Regions from separate parts of the Sus scrofa genome. Here region 2 is linked to region 1. The links are chromatin contacts, called in public HiChIP or PLAC-seq maps. All regions are on one chromosome and are shown on one strand. The core of a region is the stretch at or near the end of the contact, and the rest is flanking DNA. Distances in the headings are between cores, read along the strand shown.

What was found. HiChIP or PLAC-seq counts read pairs in DNA pulled down with a chosen protein or histone mark.
Region 2: a contact with region 1 is called in an H3K27ac HiChIP or PLAC-seq map of alveolar macrophages. The contact joins two enhancer-like sites. A contact is called at or near these places in 2 of 47 Hi-C or Micro-C datasets (embryonic fibroblasts and skeletal muscle) and 1 of 2 datasets of contacts at active chromatin or transcription factors (alveolar macrophages).

What each region holds. Positions count from the first base shown.
Region 1 is chr15:95,159,297-95,164,720 of Sscrofa11.1, reverse strand. The region is part of intron 4 of NEMP2 (nuclear envelope integral membrane protein 2); the gene reads left to right. Among named protein-coding and RNA genes, the nearest start is that of NAB1, 87 kb to the left of the region's middle. Within about 2 kb of position 1,675, at least 22 of the 83 cell types and tissues checked have an H3K27ac peak or open chromatin away from gene starts, as enhancers often do. A contact at or near this core is called in alveolar macrophages, where this site is marked.
Region 2 is chr15:95,227,310-95,232,825 of Sscrofa11.1, reverse strand. The region is part of intron 3 of NEMP2 (nuclear envelope integral membrane protein 2); the gene reads left to right. Among named protein-coding and RNA genes, the nearest start is that of NAB1, 19 kb to the left of the region's middle. Within about 2 kb of position 3,790, at least 11 of the 83 cell types and tissues checked have an H3K27ac peak or open chromatin away from gene starts, as enhancers often do. A contact at or near this core is called in alveolar macrophages, where this site is marked.

The DNA of each region.
Region 1 (5,424 bases), core at 426-2,925:
TATGTAACTGTCAAAAATTTCTCCTCCAGAAATGCAAATACATTCAGATTCATGAAGCAGCGTATGAGTTGCCTGGTTCTCTTGGAGACCTCCTTCCTGAAGCCCTGCGTCCTCTTGAATCAGTCTGAACTTGCTGCTCTCTAGGCTTATTGCAGAGCTGCTGTGCTCAAATCACCTTCACAATGATCATGTGGATTCCCTTTTCATCCAAATATGATGGATCTCCTTTTTTTGGATCCAGTGTCTTTCTCTTTCTTGTTTCCCTTCCTTGTTTTTCTAGATCATATCCTACAGTAGCTTCCTACAAAAGACACATGGCAGGTAAATTTTCTTGTATGAATTCTTGTATGTCTGAAATATCTTTATTCTGCCCTCACACTTAGATAGTTTGACTGGATATTGCATTCTAGGTCTAAAAAAATCATCCTTCATTATTCTTTTTTTTTTTCTTTCTTTCTTTTTAGGGCGGTACCCACAGCATATGGAAGTTCCCAAGCTAGGGGTTGAATCGGAGCTGCGGCTGCCAGCCTATGCCACAGTCACCACAATGCCAGATCTGAGCCATGTCTGCAACCTACACCACAGCTCACGGCAATGCCAGATCCTTAACCCACTGAGCGAGATCAGGGATTGAACCCATGTCCTCATGATACTAGTCAGGTTCGTTACCACTGAGCCATGACAGGAACTCCAAATTGTTATTTTTATTTTCATTTTTGGCTGCACCCTTAGCATGCAGAAGTTCCCTGGCCAGGGATTGAACTTGAGCCACAGTATGGTAGTAACAACACCACATCCTTAACCTCTAGCCAACAGGGGACTCCCTTCATAATTCTTAAGGCTTTTTTGAGTCCAATATTGTAGTTATGAAGTCTGATGCAATCTGATTCCTATTTTTTAATATAAAACTCATTTTTCTTTCTGGGCATTTTTGAGATTCTCTCAATATTCTTGGTGGCCTGACATTGTCGACTTAAAAAAAAAAATGCACAACCTGAAAGTTGAGTGTTAAGTTTTATAGGAGTTAAGCTTGGGAGACAGCATCTCGGGTAGCCCTGAGAAACTGCTCCGAGGAAGTGAGGGAGGAGCTAGGGTAAATGGGAATTTTTGCAACAAAGACCAGGGAGCAGGAACAAAAGAGGCCTGGGCTCACTGAAATCCTTCCTTTGATACGTACCTCTGCTATCAGGACCAGTATCCAGAGTTTTCACAGCCTGCAGGACTCACCAGCCACACCCTTGGAGGTGACTGCATTCACAGATGACCTTTTGACATTCTTTGTTTTATCCTTAACTGTAGACCAGACGGTGGTAAGGTCTATAGTTTCCAAATAGGAAAGGGGGGAAATCAGGATATGATAAAGGTGAGAGGGAGGCACACGCAGCCATGCACACATTTTATAAAAGTTTTTGCTGATCTCCTAGAAGTTACTACCAGTCACAATGAGCAGACCTCACCTTGAAGGATTTTAGTGCTTTTCTAGATAATGAGGAAATGGAAGAATTGGCACATAAAACCTTCTCCTGAAACTATCTATCTGAAGACCTGTTCTTCCAGTCTTCCCAGAGCACTGAGTGCTTCACTCCTGACTTTCACCCTGAGCTCTGAGCAGGGGGTGCTGCGGGCTGGCAGCTTCAGTGGCTCCTGATTTAATCCATGTAGAGGCCAGTGGCAAGTGCCAAACTTCAGTTCCCACACTTATTTCTCAATGACGTGCCCTTTTTACTTGTTGTACTGAGTACGTGGCAGGCACTTTCAGTTTTGAGACTTAGGCCTTCCTTTTCTGGGAACTTTTCTTGGATAATTTGTCTTCCATTTCTTCTCTTTCCAGACCTCTTTCTAGTCAGATATTGTACCTACTGGACTGAGTCTCTAAATCTCTATCTTTTCTTTCTTATTGTTCATCTATTCATCTTTTGGTTCTATTTTCAGCAGATTTCCTTGATTTTATCTTCCAATGTCTCCACCGAAATTGTTATTATATTTTATATTATATTTTAAATTCCCAAGAATCCTTTCTTGTTTTTTCTTTTCTTTTTTCTTTTCTTTTTTTGCTTTCTAGGGTCGCACCTGTGGCGTATGGAAGTTCCCAGGGTAGGGGTCAAACTGGAGCTACAGCTGCCGGCTTACGCCACAGCCACAGCAACGCAGGATCCGAGCCTCGTCTTCAACCTACACCATAGCTCATAGCAACACCGGATCCTTAACCTACTGAGCGAGGCCAGGGATCGAACCCGCATCCTCATGGATCCTAGTCGGGTTCATTAACTGCTGAGCCACAAAGGGAAGTCCCCTTAATGTTGTTTTTTTAAAAGCATTCTGCTTTTGTTTTCTATATACATGTCTCTCATAGTTTTGAGGCTATAAATTAGCATATAAACAGTATTTTTTTCTATTCTTTATTTTCCTCTGTTTTTCATATTGAGTCCTTTTTTTTTTTAGGATAGAATTTGCTTTATATGACTAGTAGTCTTTTTTTGTCTGTTCATATTTAAGAACAAGGTGCTAGGAGTTCCCTGGCAGCCTGGTGAGTTAAGGATCTGGCATTATCACTGTGTGGATCAGATCACCAGTTTAATCCCTAGCCTGGGAAATTCTGTATGCTATGGGTGCAACCAAAAACATAGAGAACAGGGTGCTAAAAAGCTAATGAGGAACTCTTTATGCCTTTGTGTGTGGATGGGGCTTATAGGGCAATAGCTTCACTTTTGTTTGTTTTGTTTTGTTTTTTTCTTTTTTCAGCCACATCTGTAGCATATGGAAGTTCCCAGAGTAGGGGTTGAATTGGAGCTTCAGGTGAGGCCTATGCCACAGCCATGGTAACACCGGATCCGAGCTGCATCTGTAACCTACACCTCTTCTTGTGGCAATGTTGAATGCTTAACCCACTGAGCAAGGCCAGGGATCACATCACATCCTCACAGAGACAACGTCAGGTTCTTAGCCCACTGAGCCAAAACAACTCCTTGATAGCTTCGCTTTGGGTTGCCAGAGAAAATGTTTTGTTTCCTCTCTGGGTCTGTTTATCTTTTTCGGAAAAGTCCTCTAATTTCTTGCTTAAGGAAGTAACTTTTAAACATTTTTGACGGAAAGAAATTTTTCATCATGTCCAGTCCACACATACTCATTACATATGTATGTATGTATGCATGTATGTATGTTTGTATATACATACATATGCAAAAAGTTTCATGAAACAATATTTAATTTTTCTACCTATGATGCATTCTGTTATTTTCTATTCAGCTTGGAATGTTCTTTAATGTTTGTGACATCTTGAGATGCACCAGTCATACTCTCTGCAATGAGTGCTGCTGGTGGGCAATCTTCAGCTGTCAGCCCCCCACCACCCCCCAAGAACTGCCTCAGTTCAGAGAGTAGACATGCCCAAGTTATACTTCCTGAGATTGGCCCCATCCAATGAGGAGGGCGTATTAGTTTTCTAGGGCTGCCATAACAAAATACTGCAGACTGGGTGACTCAAACAACAGAAATTTATTTTCTCGCAGTTCTGGAGGCTAGAGGTCCAAGATTAAGCTGTCAGCAGTTTATTTTCTCCTGAGGCCTCTCTCCTTGGCTTGCAGATGACCACCTTCTCACTGTGTCCTCACACGGCCTCCTCTCTGTGTATGCATGCCCCTCTGTTTCTTTTCTTCTTATAAGCACACGAGTCACATTGGATTAGGACTTCATTTTAACTTAATCACCCCTTTAAAGACCTCATCTCCAAATGAAGGATAAAGGGTATAAAGGCCTGGCCACCTTGTGCTGATGTGGGACAATTCTAAAGAGCCATTCTAGCTTCAGTATTACTCATGGACTTGCCTAAAGAGGTCTTTGGACCTTGGATCCCAGCTCTACTTCCTCCTTTGTCCAATTCTGTTTCCTTCTACAAGTTTGATCCCAAAGGCATGTCCTGATGAATGTTCTGAACTCTTGCTCTGTCTCAGAATCTGCTTCCTGGGGAACCCAACCCATGACAATGTTTGTTAGGACCCATTAAATGATTTCACAGTCTCCAGTTTGAAAAAGCCTGGCCTAGGGGTTGTCTTCTTGATTAACAGAGCTTTGATTGTGTGGCAGCGGAGAGGACACAGATGATCCAACCATTCCCAGCGCGGACCTCCAGGTCGTTTTGTCTCCTATGGACATGATTTCTCTGATGCCCAGGCCGTTCCCACTGACTGTCTCCAGGAAATACATCTCCCTCTTCCTCCTCCAAGGAGAAGCCTGGCTGCTGATTTTCTGTGCCTGGGGGTATAAGTGTAGTTGACTGTTCCATATATAAGCTTTCAACCTTGGCTTCACACCCCACACCTTACCCTCATTCTCTGCCAAATCTGGTGACTCCAAGTCCTGAGCCTCCTTCAGATTTTTCAGGGTGAAATATCTTGCTTATCTTCAGTATCCTCCACTGCACACACTTTAGACTGTGATTTCCTCTCCCACTGGGCCAGTTAACTTTCCTCCATTCTCTTTCCACCAAATATTTATTAGAATCTCACACCCATTCATAACCCTTCTCGAATCTCTACTGAGAGGAGATATACGCCTGTGTTCCTTCTACCATCTTTAGCTAGAAGCTCATAACTAGAAATTTGTAAGTATTTTTGCTTTGTGTGAAGATATAAAGTAAAATCATATAGAGATCTTACTTAAAAGTTCTTATGAGCCATGAAAAGCTCTAAGACTAAATATGATCCAAGAGAGAAAGTGATAACTACATAAGAGTGTGGAGCCAGCATTGTGGAAATTTAAAGGAAAAAGTAGTTATATTCAAAATAAAGAGTAAAATACTGGTGGATAAAAAGTAGGATAAAATTAGGAGTTCCCATAACGGCTCAGAGGTAATAAACCCGACTAATACCCATGAGGATACGGGTTCGATCCCTGGCCTCACTCAGTGGATTAAGGATCTAGTGTTGCTATAAGCTGTGGTATAGGTAGCAGACGCAACTCAGATCCCGAGTTGCTGTAGCTGTGGTGTAGACCAGCAGTTGCAGGTCTGATTCGACCCTTAGCCTGGGAACTTCCATGTGCCATGGGTGTGGCCCTAAAAAAGACAAAAAAAAAAAAAAAAAGTAGGATAAAATTGGCCTTAAGGTTTAGTGCTGACAAGAGACATTACCAGGGATAGGTAGCAATTTTCCAGTCTTGGACTGAGTGCCACTACATATTAGGCATGGTGCTATACCTTAGAGACATAAATGGGAGAAATGGCCCCAGCCTTCCTTCAAGGAGTGCACATCAGTTATAATATTGAGGAAGTCAAACAACAAAACCCAACAAAAAATACTGACACAAATTCAATTGTTTACTCCTTAAAAATCACCATCATGCTCATATTTCCTATTAAAGCATGAATCTGTAATATTTCAGAATAGAGTCTGTCACACCATGTGGCATATAATCTGAACTCCATAA
Region 2 (5,516 bases), core at 2,541-5,040, 66 kb before region 1:
GAGTAGGTAAAAAATGTACTCTGCTCAGCCTTTGGAATTTATCCAAACCATCTTCCATTTGCACACTTCATTCACAGCTTTTGTTCCTGTTCCTCACAATCCCATGATTGGCTTTTGCTCTTTTGCACCCAGTTTGCTGAGACCGACAGCAAGTGTGTGCTCACTCTTTCACTGTCTCTCTTTCTTCTGTCCTACACTCTGCAGGCGGAGGACCCACCAACTCAAGTCCCCCTTTTCAGCATTCCACATGAGAGTAGATGGAAGATTTTGTTTATTTCCTTAACAAAGGTGCATGACCTGTTCACAAAGATGTGGGGCAAAGCAATAGGAAAAAAAAAAAACATGTAAAGGAAGAGGACCTTTCTTGGAGAAAATGGGCATTGTGTTGGAAGAAAGTGGGAAGAGATGAAGAGACAAAAAGAAGATAACTGCACCTGTGAGCAGCTAAGTGGACATAACTCTTCTGGGAGAAGTGAAAAACCAAAGAAAAAGTAACTCAAGCACATGACTCTTCTGAAGGAGAAAAAAGAAGAGACAGGGAAGAGACCATCCCAACATAAATTCCTTTAAGCTTGCCACAAAAGTATGCTCTTGACCTGGGACAGATGGCAGTGATGGGATGGAGTATTTGGAATAGATCTTCAGGAAGGACAGAGAGATAATAGTTATCCTCCTCCCTTCACTTGAAGAAGGCCTGTATATTATCTTTAAGTTGGATTAGGAGAGGTGTGAGTATATCGGGTGCAAGTGTATATCAGGAAAAGAGAAAAGCAGAGTGAGTTCAAAAAAAAACCTACAGCACCAAGTGCTTTCACCATGCCGTGGTTCAGATATGAAGAAATTGAGTGAGTTAATATTAATGAGTTGGGCTAATGGTCACAACAAGTTACTCAACACTGACTGCCTTCTAGGAGCAGACACTCAGAAAAGACAATGCAAGTATCGTAAAATAAGAGGCTTAGAGCTATTGAAATAAAAGTAAATCAAACATGATTCTGTTCACATATAATTGCCAAGTTATGGTTTGAATCATGCTGTTGTACTTACCCAGATTTACACATCGTGACACATCAACTTGCCTAGGATTGGCAATAAAATATGGTGATCAAAAAACTTAAGGACCAAGGGAGTTCCCATTGTGGCTCAGTGGTAATGAACCTAACTAGTATCCATAAGGATGCGGGTTCAATCCCTGGCCTCACTTAATGGGTTAAGGATTGGCATTGCCCTAAGCTGTGATGAAGGTGGCAGATGCAGCTTGAATCCTGTTACTATGACTGTGGCATAGGCCAGTGGCTATAATTCCAATTAAACCCCTAGCCTAGGAACTTCCATAATGCAACAGGGTGACCCTAAAAAAAACAAAATAAAAAGTAAAATAACCTTCAGAAGAGCAATTTGGCAAACTGAGCCAAGAATTTCAGTGTTCGGTAATTTGACCCAACAGATTATCTTGTACAATATTACCCTAAATTTATAAATATTTAAGAAGAGGATATTTATCACATTAGTTACGAAATTGAAAAACCAAAACATCCAAAATGATGACTTGGTTAAATTATAGCAAATCTATGTGGCAGAATACATTTAATTAATATTTAATAACATTGGGAAATGCTCACAATACAATACTAATGGTCAAAATAGGATAGAGCAGAAACAATCTATAATCACTCTACCTAAACATGAAAGAAAATTTACCAAATGTAAGCAGTAGTAATCTCTAGATGATGGCATTTAGATAATTTTTATGTTTCTTTAAATTTTTTAAATTTTCAACAGCAAACATATTACTTTGAAAATCAGGAGGAAATTTTAAATGTTATTTTAAAGAAAGATCCTATTCGAAAGCAGTATACAAAGAAATAAAAATGAAAACAAAATTCAGTGTTTATCTATTTGAAGAAAGCAACAAAAATCAGGAAGTTATCCAAGAAATATGTATGTGGTGACTCCTTCGTATGTTCCTAGTCCTTATAACTATGCATATTGAGAACCCACCATGTGTCAGATGTGGATATATATATGGTGTATATATGTATCTATCATTGAAAATGGCTCTAATCTGATGTTACAAATACAGTCTCACCTCTTTGATTTTTCTGATTGATCATTCAGGCATGTATCTACTTGTATCTTCTTGAAGGTGCCCCTACTCCAGGGATTTAGGCAGTCCCTGAGCTTTTGTAATCCTTTCATTGGGCTTGCACAGCCGTACGGACAGAATTGGCTTCTGGGCAGTCTCTGGAGTCACTGCTTCTCACTACCCCTGTTTTGCTGCAGTATCGGGGCCCACTAGATGCGGTGCTGGTCCACTGCTGCCCAAGACTCTTTTGCAGACTGTATGGTTCTTTAGGAGAGGGCAGAGGAGCCCACTCTCTCCAAGACTGCTGCTTGCGAAGCTCTGCTCTTCCTTCATTTCATGAACATTTCCCAAGAGTGCTGGATCCGTGCTGGCCTTGATCATCTCCACACTCCAAGCCGCCCTTATCCCCATCCCAGGGATCAAACCACTACAGTGGCTCTCTTTCATACTACTTTCTGATAGAGTTTAATTTTGTTTTACAGTATCTTTTCTGGATTATATAAATTTTGAGTCGTTCCTGTTCTTCCAACCTCTCAGTTTGCCTAACAGTCGAGGTTTATTTGCCTAAGGACTATTTACATTGCTGAGAAGTTTCCTGTGGCAAGCTGCCCAGATGCTTACGATCCAGATCCTCTGAGCACAAGGGCAGCTACACAAGGCCTCTCTGTGTGCTTCGTTGTCGCCCTCCACTCCTACTCACACATACTATAGATGGATAGGCGTTTTGAAGAACTGAACAGTCCACCTTCCTTGTATGCTAAGGTCAAGAAAGAGGGAGGTTACTTATAAGCAACCATTTTTTCTAAGAGTGGACACCCAGAAGCAGATGGACAGTGCAAGGACAATGAGAAGCAGGAAATGATGTTGTGAAGAAGTTAGAATAGTCTAGGCCTCCCACACGGCACATCAGTCTAACAGCTAGGTGTCCTGTCTGAGGAAGAAAGGAGGACTCAGGTGAGGCAGGTTCCCCAGTGCTGCTTGTAGCAGTGCGATTGCTCATTCTCTGCAGCCCGCCCACTCCCACCCACACCCCAACCCCCACCCCAAGATCTAGGCACCATCACTCTGGCTCCCCACCACCCCCTTTGCATTTCTTCTCACTTCCTTCACTTGTCTCATACCCTTCTCAGGCACCCAGTGGTCTCTGGATGTCTGAGTTTGGTTTGTTTCCTGACAAGAATATGATCTGATCCAAATGTGCCTGGAGGTGTTAGGGTTGCAGTGTGCTACTTTTTCAAAGATGTGCACACCTGGAGATTGACCAACATACTAAGCACCTGCTGCAGGACACACACTAAGTCTGTACTGTACTCAAGAGAATGTTAAAATAAATCTCAGCCCTAAAACATGGTCTAGAAAGAGAAATAGACATGTAAAAGAATAATTGCTTCTCATTATAAGCCACATAGTATAAAATGTGATGGTTCTGCCTTGCATGGGCACAGGGGGTGAAAGTCATGAGGCTCACAAGAAAGTGACAATTGGACAGGTCTTGAAGGATGAATTTAATAGACAGGAAATATGGGCACTCCCCAGCAACTGCAGAGGCAGTGAAACAGCATGAAGCAAGAGCAGTGAATTAGGGCAATAATTATAAAACGAAACATAACTGCTTACAAATGACTTCAGAATGAAATGTGAATAGGGCAGAGGCAGAATATGAGGTTGCAAAGACCAAATTATGCAGCTTCCTCATATGATACTCTAAGCAACGTGACCTTTATCCTGTTGCTGTAAGTGCTCATCTTCAATGAGTGCGAGAATCAGACTGGTAGTGTTAGATATCAGAATCATGGTTACGGAGTTCCTGTTGTGGCTTAGCAGGTTAAGAACCTGACGTAGTGTCCATGAGGATGCAAATTTGATCCCTGGCCTCACTCAGTGGGTTAAGGATTCAGTGTTGCTACAAGCTGTGGTGTAGGTCACAGATGCAGCTCAGATCCAGCATTGCTGTGGCTGCGGCAAAGGCCTGCAGCTACAGCTCCAGTTCAGCCTCTAGACCCAGAATGTCCATATGTGCCCCAAGTGTATCCCCTAAAAAGAAAAAAAAATAGTAGTTACAATTAGGGGAGAGGACAGTCATTAGAAGGAGAACAAGCTGGACTTCTAAAGTGTTGACAAGGTTCTCTTTCTTGTTCTGGACTGTGGTTGGTTATGTGGCTGTTTGCTTTGTGATAAATTAGAGATCTGCATATTTATAGTTTCAGTACTTAATTTGTGTTATACTTCTCATTTGTTAAAAAAAAAATTTTTTTTTTAAATCAAACTGGGTACTTTGTTGAAAACACATATTCCTGGAGCCTCACACTCAAGCATCCTGAGTATAAGCCTGGGCTGGGACTTAGGAATCTGCATTTTTTTAAAACAATTACCTTGAAGGATCTGAAGCCAAAAGGGACCCCCCCCCCCCGACCAAACTTTGAGAACACTGCTTGGGCTTCTGAGTCATCCAGAAGGTTTAAGCAAGAAATTATGAACAAAGATTTGCCTGTCTGAATGTGTTGGATTAGGGAGAGGAATAAGCTACGGAGAGGAATAAGTTAGGGAGAGGAATAAGTTGAGGATGGCTTCTGTCTTATACCCAATAGCACTTGCAGGTCCCAGATCCCATTCCCTTTGTGCTTTTGAAAGAGATGTGGCAGATAAGATGCTAATGATATGTAAGTACTAAATGTATTTTTTGAGCTGTGTTTTCATTGGAAAGCTTCTTAAATATGAAAAAATTTGACCCAGTACATTAATTTCTACTAGCCAATTTTAAGGCATGGAACAAACCCCTAGAGCAGATATTCTGGGGGAAAAGAGCAACTTTCTAGAATTTTTTACATGAGTGCATTCTCAGCCTATGTGTAATAGTTGTTCAGCTACTTACCCACCATCATTATGTCATGTACTTAGTGATGAGTGATTTGCATGGATGCAGCTAAATTCTTTTTCTTGTGCCCCTCTATAATCAGAGTGATATATCTGTGACATAAAGCAACCAACATGGTATTCTTACAAGCCCTAATCCTTATGGGGAAAAAAAAGACAGATTTTGTTGCAGAGTTGTTTTTCCTTTGGTGTTTACGGGGTTGGAAAGAGAAAGGGGAAACTTTACTTGGTTTTAAACAGAGAATGGGAAAGTCTAAAAATATGACAAAAAATTTGCACATATTTTTCTCCTCATGATTTAAGTACTGAGGAAATCCCACTAGGTTTTTTAATTGCCAAAATCAATACTTTTTTGTAACCAGAGTCCATCCATTCATTGGATCTGCAAAAATAAAGTCTGACCATACAAAGTGTTGGCTAGGATTAAGAACATAGAGACTCATCTACTTTTGGTAAGGGTATAATTGGTGCAATCACTTTGGAGAATAGTTTGGCAATATTTAGTCATGTTAAAGGTGTGCATACTCTTTGACCCAGAAATTGCACTCCCGGGTAT